Linked DNA regions of Sus scrofa: region 2 is linked to region 1. A link is a contact called in public HiChIP or PLAC-seq data. All regions are on one chromosome and are shown on one strand. Each heading gives the region's core, a stretch centred on a gene start, on an enhancer-like site or on the middle of the called end of the contact. The rest is flanking DNA. Distances are from core to core; before and after follow the strand shown. Region 1 holds the start of USP47 (ubiquitin carboxyl-terminal hydrolase 47). Region 2 holds the start of GALNT18 (polypeptide N-acetylgalactosaminyltransferase 18).

Region 1 (5,551 bases), core at 779-3,278:
CTTCATAAAAATATTTGTGCGTCTTCCTAGGCTTTTCCTGGGTTACATTTTCTTGAGTAGCGTGTTTCCTGTTCTTATCTTTACACAAAAGTTGGTCATGTTTTCTTTTCATTTTTTTTGTATTTTTAGGGCCCAACCCACGGCATATGGATGTTCCCAGGCTAGGGATCGATTCGGAACTGTAGCTGCTGGCCTACACCAGCACTGCAACACAGGATCTGAGCTGCATCCTCGGCCTACACCACAGCTCACAGCAATGCCAGATACTTCATCCACTGAGCAAGGCCAGGGATCAAACCTGTGTCCTTATGGATGCTAGTCAGATTCATTTCTGCTGAGCCACGATGGGATCACCACCAAGTTGTTTTTTCTTATTTCTTTATTGATGCTGTCATTTCCATCACAAATGTAAGCTATTGACTACGATTATATTCCACTCTCTAACTTAGCCAGAGAGACTGTCTCATGGTTAAGATCCATCACTTTACTCAATCTCATTGCAACAGCTGAATTTCTTTTCAGAGGCACCTCAAAAAAGAACATTTTAAGCAAGTTCATGGAGATACTCCATAGGTGGAGTAGGCAGCAATGAAACTGTATCAAAGTATGGTTGCCAGGTGATTGACAAGATTTTTTCACTAATTAAATGACTGGTTTAATACTTCATCTATTCAACAAATGTTTAAAAGCACCTGTTGTATGCCAGGCATTGTTCGGGTTGCATAGTCCCTCGGGGAGCTCAGACTAGTGTTGGTATAATTATAGCCAGCTTATGTTGATTTTGTGTATATCAGGCAGTGTGTTGAATGTTTCAAAGGCTTTCTATCAATTTCCTTACCTATTAAATGAGGATAATAGTATCAGTTATGTATAAAGTTGTTGAGAGAATTGATTGAAATAATATGTATAGGCCTTCCTGCAGTGGTGCAGCAGAAATGAATCTGACTAGGAACCATGAAGTTGTGGATTCGATTCCTGGCCTAGTTCAGTGAGTTAAGGATCCTGTGCTGCTGTGGTGTAGGCCGGCAGCTGTCACTCCAATTAGACCCCTAGCCTGGGAACCTCCACATGCCATGAGTGTGGCCCTAACAAGCAAAAAAAAAGAAAAAGAAATACGTGTAAAGCACCTAGAACAGGGCTGGAGGTATATATGATATATATTCAACCAATCTTAACTATTAACTGTTTTGTGATTATTATCTTTACTGTTTAATACCAACTTTGCAAGATGGAGCTTTTTTTTTTTTTTTGTCTCTTTGCCATTTCTTGGGCCGTTCCTGCGGCATATGTACATTCCCTGGCTAGGGGTCGAATTGAAGCTGTAGCCGCTGGCCTACACCAGAGCCACAGCAATGCAGGATCCAAGCCTCGTCTGCAACCTACACCGCAGCTCATGGCAACGCCGGATCCTTAACCCACTGAGCAAGGCCAGGGATGGAACCTACAACCCCATGTCCCTGGCGGCTACAGCTCCGATTCGACCCCTAGCCTGGGAACCTCCATATGCCGTGGGAGCGACCCTGGAAAAGGCAAAAAAGCCAAAAAAAAAAAAAAAAGTTTTAATTTTTTCTATTATACTTGATTTACAATGTTCTGTAAACAAAGAGATTTGAAAAAATATAAAAATACATCTTTTGGCTGACATCAGGGGAGATAGAAAGTTACTAGTTGAATTTCAACAAAAGCTTTTCATGGTTGGTGGATAGAGTAATAAAAATAGATACTTGCATTAGTAAGAGTAACCAAAGATGTACTTATTCCATTAGGATCTACATTATCTTTGTGAGTTATCCCCCCCCCCCCTTATAACAGCCCATTAAAACAAAGTACAGAAATAACCTGAACATTGAATCATTTTAATAGCTTTTCACAAAGTATTACAGATTTTTAAAACCATGGAAACCTAGTCAATTTTATTGTTTCCACAACATTGTTAGTGAGAAAAACAAGGATTTTTAAAAAGACAATTAATTTAGAAAATAACTTACAATTATTTTAAATGTTTATTTCATCTTTTTCTTATCCTTTATTATGCTTTAAAAATGTTTTGTCATACACAACAGGACGTGTATATAACTTACGTAAGAATACAGCCATCTTTTTTTCCCCTTGGTAATAGAAATCTGCACTCAAAAGAAGTTTGGAGAGAACAGGTACGGGTAGGGTAGTAATGGTGTAGGTGTTAGGAACGTGGTGGGATTATGTTATCTAAGCATGATGTAAAATCGCTGTACCGTGGAAGTCTTCATGAAGGACGTCCCATCGGGTTTTCATAAAGGGAGGTTTAAGGAACTAGCAGGAATTGGGAAAATAACTATTGCAAAGTCTGTTTCCTCTAAAACAGAGCACAAGGCTTACTGCCAGAGGAGATTCAAGTACTCTAAAAACATTTTAAAAGAGGCTCCTAGGTGCAAACTGCAGCCCTACTCTCTATTCTGTCTAGAACAGCCCCAGACTTGAACCTGTCCGAGAAGGAAGTTCCCTGAAAAGGCCAGGAGAGTGTGTCTCTCTGAGGGAGGGGGGAGAGGGAAGGGTTGGGGAGAGAGTAATACCACTTTTCTGAGCCCTGGGCTGTCGCCTTCCCAAGCCGGAGAACGGCCTTGGTCTCACGAACGGGGTCCATGGGGAGGGTGGGGAGAGGGGAAAAGAAAACGTAGTCCTTTCTGGCTGGGACCGTGTCCGAGGGCGGAGGCCTGGTTCTTTTCCAGGCAGAGGCTGAGGGTCTGTGAAGAGGGGATGCGTTTTGGCGCTTTTCGAACGGGAAGGAAGGGCAGTGTTGGTAGTAAGGCCAGAAGAGCGGCTTGATGGGCAGGGACTCCGAAGAGCCCAGGAAGGCATGGAGGACCCTAAGGCCTGGTCTTTCCCCGCCGGCAGAGGGAGTCCCGAGATGGACAGTCCAGAATCCCTCTACGAAAAGCGTTTGCCTGGGAGCTCACCTAATTTTATACATCCCGAGGCTGAGTAAAAGCGGAGGTAATTAGACGCGAGCGACAGCTGTATCAGCACCTTGAGCGCTGAGATAGGGGCCCAATGGCCCGAATTCTCGCGAGAGCGACCGCCGCCATTTTTCCATTGATTGCAGCGGGCTGGGGGAGGGGCCGAGGACGAAGACGACGGCGGCGGCGACGGCGGCGGCGGAGCCTTGGGTCGGTGTCTGCGCGCTAGTGTCTGAGGCCCAGGTTGAGGCCTCCGCGGTAGCCCGAGCGCAGCTGGTGGAGAGGATGACTGCCGCTGCCGTTCGCTCCTGAGCTTGAGAGCCGCCGCCACCCTCCCCCTCCCCCGGCAGGGCGGAGAGGAGCGGCCAGCGTCTGAGCGATGGTGCCTGGCGAGGAGAACCAACTGGTCCCGAAGGAGGTGAGAAGCCTGCGGAGGAGGCTAGGCCCGAGGCCTGCGGCCGCTTCGGCAGCGCAGGCGGGGGCAAGGGGCCGGCTGCGGGCGCTGCTCCTGGGCCCGCCCGCCTGTAAGGGGATGGAGGGTGTGTGGTGTTGGTGGCCGGGGTGCATGGTGGGTGCGGCGAGCTGTTGTGAGGGGACCAAAGGAGCAGAGCCCTCTCTCCCCACGGGTCTGTGGGGCTGGACAAATAAAGGAGCGGACTGGAAGGAATGAGATCCTGCTTTGGGGGAGAGGGTGACGTTTTAAGTACTTATGTAGCATGTCGAGCCAATATAGGTAATTTCAAAGGAAAAATTCTGGAGCGGGTTGCTGATGAGCACGACAGGGTGACGGTGCTGCTTCTGGTTTTGACAGTGGCAGTGTATAGCTTTCAGGACTTGCGAAATCTACACCCAGCTTGAGTTCTGTGGGAGGGCTGCTAACTGTTGTGACTTTTTTGAACTCCTGTTACTTACTTGGTAGTACTATGGGCCTGCCTAAATGGGGCCTACTGAAGATCATTGAAAAGTAGTAGATGTGACTTTCACGTAAAGGTAAGAGATAACGAAGCATTACCATATGGAGAACAGAATTACCTTTTGTACTGGGGTTGTGTATGCCAGCTTGCGTGACTTCTTAAATTCTTAAAAGCAAGTGATATGAGAAGGCTTGACTTCTTGGCTTCTCTTGAATAGTAGGAGAAGATTAATGGTAGAATGCAGCACTGGCCAGTGAATTTCAATATATTAATAGTATCTCTGTTGGCTTTTATAAATATCTTCAGCTATCCAAACGTGTATTTTTAACTGGTTGATCATCAGGCGAATGCTTTGAATTTTTATTTCTTATATACCTTAAATAGAGGCAAGTGTCAGTTCAAATTAGCTGTGTTGGATCTTGATATTTATGGGTGATATTCATTAAAAATGCTTAAATTTTTTCTCCTTTTTTGGTTGCTTTGTAGCAATTTGTTGCTATTTGAGCAAGCTCTGACACTGCAGAAGTGTTAATGATATGAATATTTTCCCAACTTTATCAGATGATAGTTTTTTTAAGAAACTCAGTTATCATGTGTCAGTTTATTTATCAAGCACCACCAACTCTGCAAAGCAGATAAACAGATGAATTAATCAGAATTTTTGCCTTAGGAGCTTTTAAAGCTACAAAGGAAGGTAATGCTTTTATTCATTGAGTTTCAGGTAGGGGCTAGGTATTTTTTTACAGAAGTAAATCTTATGGTAGGATGGAAGTGATAGGTGCTATGAGAGAGATATATACATGCTTTTTCTTTTAGAGTTACATAGAGCTGGTTTTCATTCCTATGAAAAGAAAAGTTAGTCCTTTCTTAATTTATTGACCATTAGAAAATATAAGGGGAACTTTGCTTTAAGAAAATCAATATTAGATTTATTTCCCTAACAATTTGATTTGTAGAAACATCATATAAATACACATCTTCACAGGAACATACTGCAATGCTGCTTTTATCTTTGGATTTTAAAGGTTAAATGCCTCTCCTTTAAAACTCCCTTACCTGAGGCTTCAAACTCATCCTGACTTCTGACCTTTTTTTTTTTGGTTTACATTTTCTGGACCATATGCATTTATTTTCTGTTCCCTAGACTCATCTTCGGTCTTTTCTTTGCCCCTGTCTTCTTTCATGATTTGTGGAAGCATGCACAGTACTCTCAAATCTTGAGCCTGTCACTGAAGTCCTTGCCTTTTTTAGCTAACTAATTAGTTAATTCTTTTTTTGATGGCCATACTTCTCTTTTTGAGTTCTTGTTTCTTTTCCTCGATTTTCTTTTGCATTTGATACTTAAAAAGTTCCTTGATTTTAGTAATACTGTACCTTGGGACCTTTTTTCCCTGTTTGTCCTGTCTGCCCATTTAGTCAATGTTTTTTTCTTCCTTTCTGTGTCCTTAGTGATCACTTTTGTCTTTGTTGTCCCCTGCCTGGTCTTTTTAAGAAGTGGAGTCATACAGTGCTAAGGCTGAGAGAGTGCATGGTGATCATCTAAAAAGTTAAACTGCTTCACTTTTACAGATGAAGAAATTAGGACCAGAGGATTGAAAGTGACTTGTTCAGTGTCATTTAATGAGTAAATGACAGAGCTAGGACTAGAATTCACATCCCCTTGATTATACTCTATTTTATAGATCCCTCCTTGTAACCTAG
Region 2 (5,551 bases), core at 2,230-4,729, 280 kb before region 1:
AGCAGGTGCTATACAATCTTTAGATACTATTATTACTATCTTTTATTCTCCTTCAGCTCAGTGGAGTAAAGTGGATTGCTCAAAAGGCATTACTAACTAGAGGAAAGTTGGCAGTAGACTGCACATAAACAGCCCATATCATCAAGGATGAGATTCTGATCTTTTTCTTTCTCACCCTCTGCCTTCAGAGAGCTGCACTTGGCCAGTCCCAAACATTGCAGGCCCCTTATCAAAATTAGGTAAATCTCTAAATATATTTATTTATGTATTTATTGTCTTTTTTAGGGCTGCACCCTTAGGACATGGAGGTTCCCAGGCTAGGGGGTCTAATCGGAGCCATAGCTTGCCGGCCTACACCACAACCACAGCAAGGCCAGATCCGAGCTGCATCTGTGACCTACACCACAGCTCATGTCAATGCTGGATCCCCAACCCACTGAGCGAGGCCAGGGATCGAACCCACAACCTCATGGTTCCCAGTCAGATTCATTTCTGCTGCACCACAACAGGAACGCCTCTAACTTTATTTTAAATGCCCCTAAAGACTAGCTCCAGGATGGCTCTAGCACCACTGCAGGAGCTGTCACTGGTCATGGCTACAGCAACATGGCACAACAAGCCAAGTACCCTTTGCCCTCCCCCTGCCTCAGGTCTAGTCTTTCCCAAGTTATTTACCCTTCCCCATCCTGCTGGGGATTATGGCTTCCATCTTTCCATCCTGAGAGTCTGGTCGTTCCTGAATACCCACAAAACTCGTAATATAGTCATTGCATATACACAAGAGAGCTGAACCAACACATGTCTTAAGGGTATTGCTCCCTCTTTTTTTCCCCACCTCTCTCAATTTTTTTCAGGTATATATTTGAAAGTTCCAAACAAGGCACAGCTATAAGGTTTCCAGGGAGCAAAAGCAGAAAGGGCCCTTTCCACTTCCACATTGCCTTCATTTTCATGCAGAGCCTTATAAATCATGTGACATGGTCTACATTCAACATGATAGAGGCGGACCCTGGGATGAGCTCACGGGTTAATAATGTCTCCTCACTGCTTTCCAAAGTAGTACCCTGCTCATCTCCTCCCCAACCAGACTAGAAAGCACAAGAGAATTATTTTCCAGGAACATAAACACACACACACTCACACGATTTGTGAATGAAAATCTCTTAAAACCTGAAAGCTAATTGGAAACGTCAAAGTAAGGTATGGCCTGTGTATCCCTGGGAATATTCTGAATCACCCTGGAGCACACATTGTACTTCTACTGCTGAATAATTGCCAGTCCAGACCTATGGATGGAAAAGGACAAGTTAAGAAACATAGTAACAGGCACCAGTAGATAAACTGGTTTTCCAAGCAAGCCCAGTGGCAGGTTTGAGAGGCAGTGGCAGGTATGAAAGAGAAGCTGTGGATAAATGGTCCCCTCTTCTGGGGAAGTGTCAGAACCATGAACTTGAAGTCATCAGTCAGTCAGGAAGCACCATGAATATGTACACCTCTCGGGCACTGACCCAAACCTCCCCCTGGAAGGAACTATTCTGCACACTTGGAGAAACACAGCAAATATGGAGAGAGCAGCTGTCCCCACCCTGGCAAGGACAGTAGTTGCAAGGGTTGGATCCCGACACCCACAAGTAAACAAAAGAGAGTGCTCCTGGGCAAGAAATATTCAACTAGATACATGCCAAGTTCTGCCCGGTGCTGGAACCAGAGCCTGGTGGGCCTGCCAGGTTTACAAGTGAACTAGGCTCAGCTGACCCTGCCCTGCACTTAAGAAGCTCACACGCCTGGTAGAAAACAGTGAGAGCAGTGGCAAAAAAAGAGAGAGAGAAATGTGAATGTGAGAGATGGACTTGTTTGTGCACACCCAGCACCAGTGCCAGCAATGCCCAGAGCTCTCTGTCTCTGAGGAGAGCCCTCTGTACCCCATTTTCCCCTTGGCTCCAGCCATGGTCTGGAGCAATCAGCCAACTCAGTCTTAGGCACCAGACATACTCCCCACAGGTCTGGGAGTGGAGCTACCAGGGGGACTGGCTTTCACCCACAGCCCAGACAGTTTTCCTGGTACTGGGCAGAAGCGCCACCTCAGTGGACAGAGCTCCAGGCTCCCAAGCTTCTTTCTGCTGCCAGCACCTGCTTCTGAAGAAGGTCTTGGACCCACGGTCTATGGTGGAGGTGAAGACCACGGCTCAGGTTCAAGGCAGCACTTCCAACCACCTATGTGCTGCTCATAGAGGGGCTGGGACTGGGGCTGTGCTGTCTTCCTAGCCCAGCTCATCTCGCAGCCTGTGCCTTCTAAATGCCAACAGTTAGGGTCGCTGGGGCATCTCATTGTGGGCCCTACAGCGCCTGAGCTGAATTGCCCAGGCACTCCCTTGTATACACACCAACATTCACAAGTACTCACACTCGAGCTGGACCTGTGTGTGATCCCAAGAGCCCTCGAGCAACGAGCCGACAGTCACACGCACACTGGGACACGTGCGCAGCGCGCCCCCACACCGCCAATGAGCTGCACACACCCGCGCGTGGAGCCCCGCGCACACACGTGTGCCCTGGAGAAGCGCACACGGCCGCAGTCACTGAGGGTCCCACACTCAGGCAAGAGAGTACACGTAGCCCCCCAGGCGTCTGCGGCCTCAGAGGCCAGCAGTCGCTCCATAGATGATCACCAGCCCCAGCGCACCCCGTGCGTTGCTGGGCACTCCCTAGCCCCTTGGGCTGCCCAAGTTTCCCGGGGCGCCCGTACCTTGGATATGCTGCTTGATGACATTCTCCAGGTGATCCAGGCGTTCAATAATCTTCAGGGTGTCCCCTTTGTCTTCCTCCAGCTTCTTATCGGGCGCCGGCTCCTGCCCCCGCACATACACGCTGGCGATGTAGTTGGTGACCCAGCCCACGTAGAGCAGACATATGATGTTGGTCATGCCGCTCAGGATCACGCAAGTGGACACCAAAGTTTTGGTCTTCCTGGTGCACACCATTCTGGGCTCCCTCCTCCATATAGAGCTCCCGGGGACTCCTCCTCTCCGCGCACCCCGGGCTCCCCCGCGCTCACACCCCCTAGCACGTCCGGGGCCACAGGGCGCCCCAGCACCTGAGTCTCCAAAGCCTGACGTTCTCCAAAGCCCGGACCTCTGGCGGTGGAGCCGCCGTGCCCAAGTTTGGAGCTCTCGCCGCTGGCCACCGGGAGACAGAGCTTGACAAAGGAATGAGGTGGGTTCTTTTTTTTTTTTTCTTCCAAATTGAAAATCTCCGAGCCTTTCTAGCAGCGGTCACGGGTAGTCGGCAGCCGCGCGCCCTGATACGCGCGTCTGGGAAACTTTGCCACAGCCTATGTCCGTGGCCGCTCTGCTTCCCATAGCCGGGCGCGGACTGCCTCGGCGGTCCGACCAGCCCGCGCTGCTAGAAGGACGGCGGTGGCAGCAGCTACCGCGGGGAAAGCAGCGGAGCTCAGCGGCTCGGCCCCTGCCGAGCGACAGGCGCCGCCACCAATCGCGCTCCGGTTCGGGAGAGGGGCCGGGGCTGGGCGGTCGAGGACCAACGGGGAGGGCGCGGGGGGCGGAGTCCGGTCCCCGGGCCCCACCTGCTGGCCGCCCCTGGCTCCCGCCCTCCAGGGACGCTCCTAAGCCTCCACCCTTGCGCGCGCTGGCAGCCCCAGACCTGAGGCTCCCGGAGATCGCACGCCACCAGTCCCAGCCCTAGGTCGGCAGATTCCACCTCTGGGGTGGGGGTGGGTTTCCACCTCTTGCTCTTGCGCAGAACCTCCAGTCTTCTGGAGGTCGCTTGGCTCCGCTCGGCTCAGCTCCCTTCACCCGACTCCGCTACCGGGCTTCCCGCGTTGGTTCCACCAGCCGCTCCTCAATCCTTTTTCTGGTTGCCGGGATGCAGAGAGGCCAGGGAAGCGTGAGCCAGATCGCCTGTCCTGTCTTGCCCTTTGTCGGGCCTCGCAGGCGTCCACTACTTCCTTAGCCTCACTTCGACCTCCACCCTGTCAGCTGTCTTCCTGGATGTTTCCAGACCCAGCAACCGTCAAAGGAGCCAACCCTCTTAGGAATCTCCTAAGGGATTCTGGGCCACCACCACCACCACCCCCTGGAAGATTTTTGCCCCTAGCTAGATTTTTTTAAGTCTAGCTCTCAGGACAAACGGTGTCTTGCAGTTGCCATTTATGTGGGACCAGGCTCATCCCAGTGCATAAGGGGATCCTGCACAGAAATATCCCTGGTGGGATTAAGCTCTCTGTGAACTGTAAATTCTTACATGCTGTCTGTGATTGATGTCATGGGGGAGGCAGCTGTGCCTGACAGCAGAGGGGCATAGCTGGACTCCAGTGACTGACACTAATTTGTTATTAGAGCAAATACTTATTTCTATTATCGCTTTCTGCTGAACACTCACTTCTTCTCAGAACCTGAGTCAAATTCTTTCAAAGGAAGACTTTTTAAAACACAGATTTCCATCCTCTTCTCCATCTGTGGGGTGCATTTTTCTGTTCTTAAGAGTGTCAGTTTATGTGCCAGCACCCCAACCAGCTGTGGCCCTGGTACTCAAGGTGGTTCCCTCAAGTGATGTCTTCTGGATTCAAAGAACTGGCCTCGCAAAAAGAACACATAACCAATGAAGGGCCACCTTATGGCCATCAGCCAGGGGCTCTTTAAATGGTGCTTTGCTTACAATAACTCCGCTCAAATTCTCTGAATACAGACACCAATAGGGATCTTTCATCCAGGACTGAAACTTGTCTCTCCCTTCTTCTCTGGAAGTATAATCAGATCACAAATGGAGGGTCTGGACTTTCTTCTGACTGCATAATTTACAAGCCATGAGTTTGATTACAACTAATGGCAAAGGTCTAACTATTCTTTCTGTTCCACACTCTCTCCCAGGAGGAGGCCTGGAAGTTCAGCTCTTTCCAGGATCTTCCACCACAGGGCTAAACAGAGAGGAGATTCACCTAAGTTTAAAAATAAGGTTCAAGGAGAAAACAAAGTAGATTGTGTGACCTTATATTTTGGTCCAGCGGATCCTGTCCTGTATTTGTAATTGTGAAGTGGATGAATGCAACAAAAGAAAAATGAGGCACAGTCTCTTTTCTCTGAAAGGTCTCAGGGTCAAGTTGTCCAGTTCAAAGAATATTCACTAGAGGTGCAGCCAAACTCCACGACCCTAATCCCAGATCCACCACTTATTAGTTACATGAGCTTGGAAGAGTTTTGAAACAGCATTGGGGCTCAATTTCCCCTTATGCCAAATGTAAACAATACTTGCCAATGAATTGGCTGTGAAGAATTAAATCAGGAAATGTACCAGAAAGGGTTTTCGTTAGTGCAGGATGCATAGTAGGTACTCAGGATCCTGTGAAGTTTCCTTCCAGGACAGGATGAATTCTGGAGTTCCACAAACTCCATTTTCTGTTTAGCAATACCTGGATTCTCTACCAACCTATATATGTTCTCTCCCCTAATGGAAGTTAACAGGAACTAAGACTGTAGGCGGCAATGTGCTTGTCTTGCCTAGATGAGCTCCAGCACATTGGCTTTCTATTCATAAT

What was found. HiChIP or PLAC-seq counts read pairs in DNA pulled down with a chosen protein or histone mark.
Region 2: an H3K27ac HiChIP or PLAC-seq map of skeletal muscle shows a contact between it and region 1. The contact joins the promoter of GALNT18 here to the promoter of USP47 in region 1. A contact is called at or near these places in 1 of 47 Hi-C or Micro-C datasets (epiblast stem cells) and 1 of 2 datasets of contacts at active chromatin or transcription factors (skeletal muscle).

What each region holds. Positions count from the first base shown.
Region 1 is chr2:47,580,370-47,585,920 of Sscrofa11.1, reverse strand. It overlaps USP47 (ubiquitin carboxyl-terminal hydrolase 47), which reads left to right and starts at 2,028. Exons shown (of 28, transcript XM_021083314.1): 1 at 2,028-2,153. The coding sequence starts at 2,043.
Region 2 is chr2:47,861,161-47,866,711 of Sscrofa11.1, reverse strand. GALNT18 (polypeptide N-acetylgalactosaminyltransferase 18) reads right to left here and starts at 3,479. Exons shown (of 11, transcript XM_005661126.3): 1 at 2,747-3,479. The coding sequence starts at 2,981.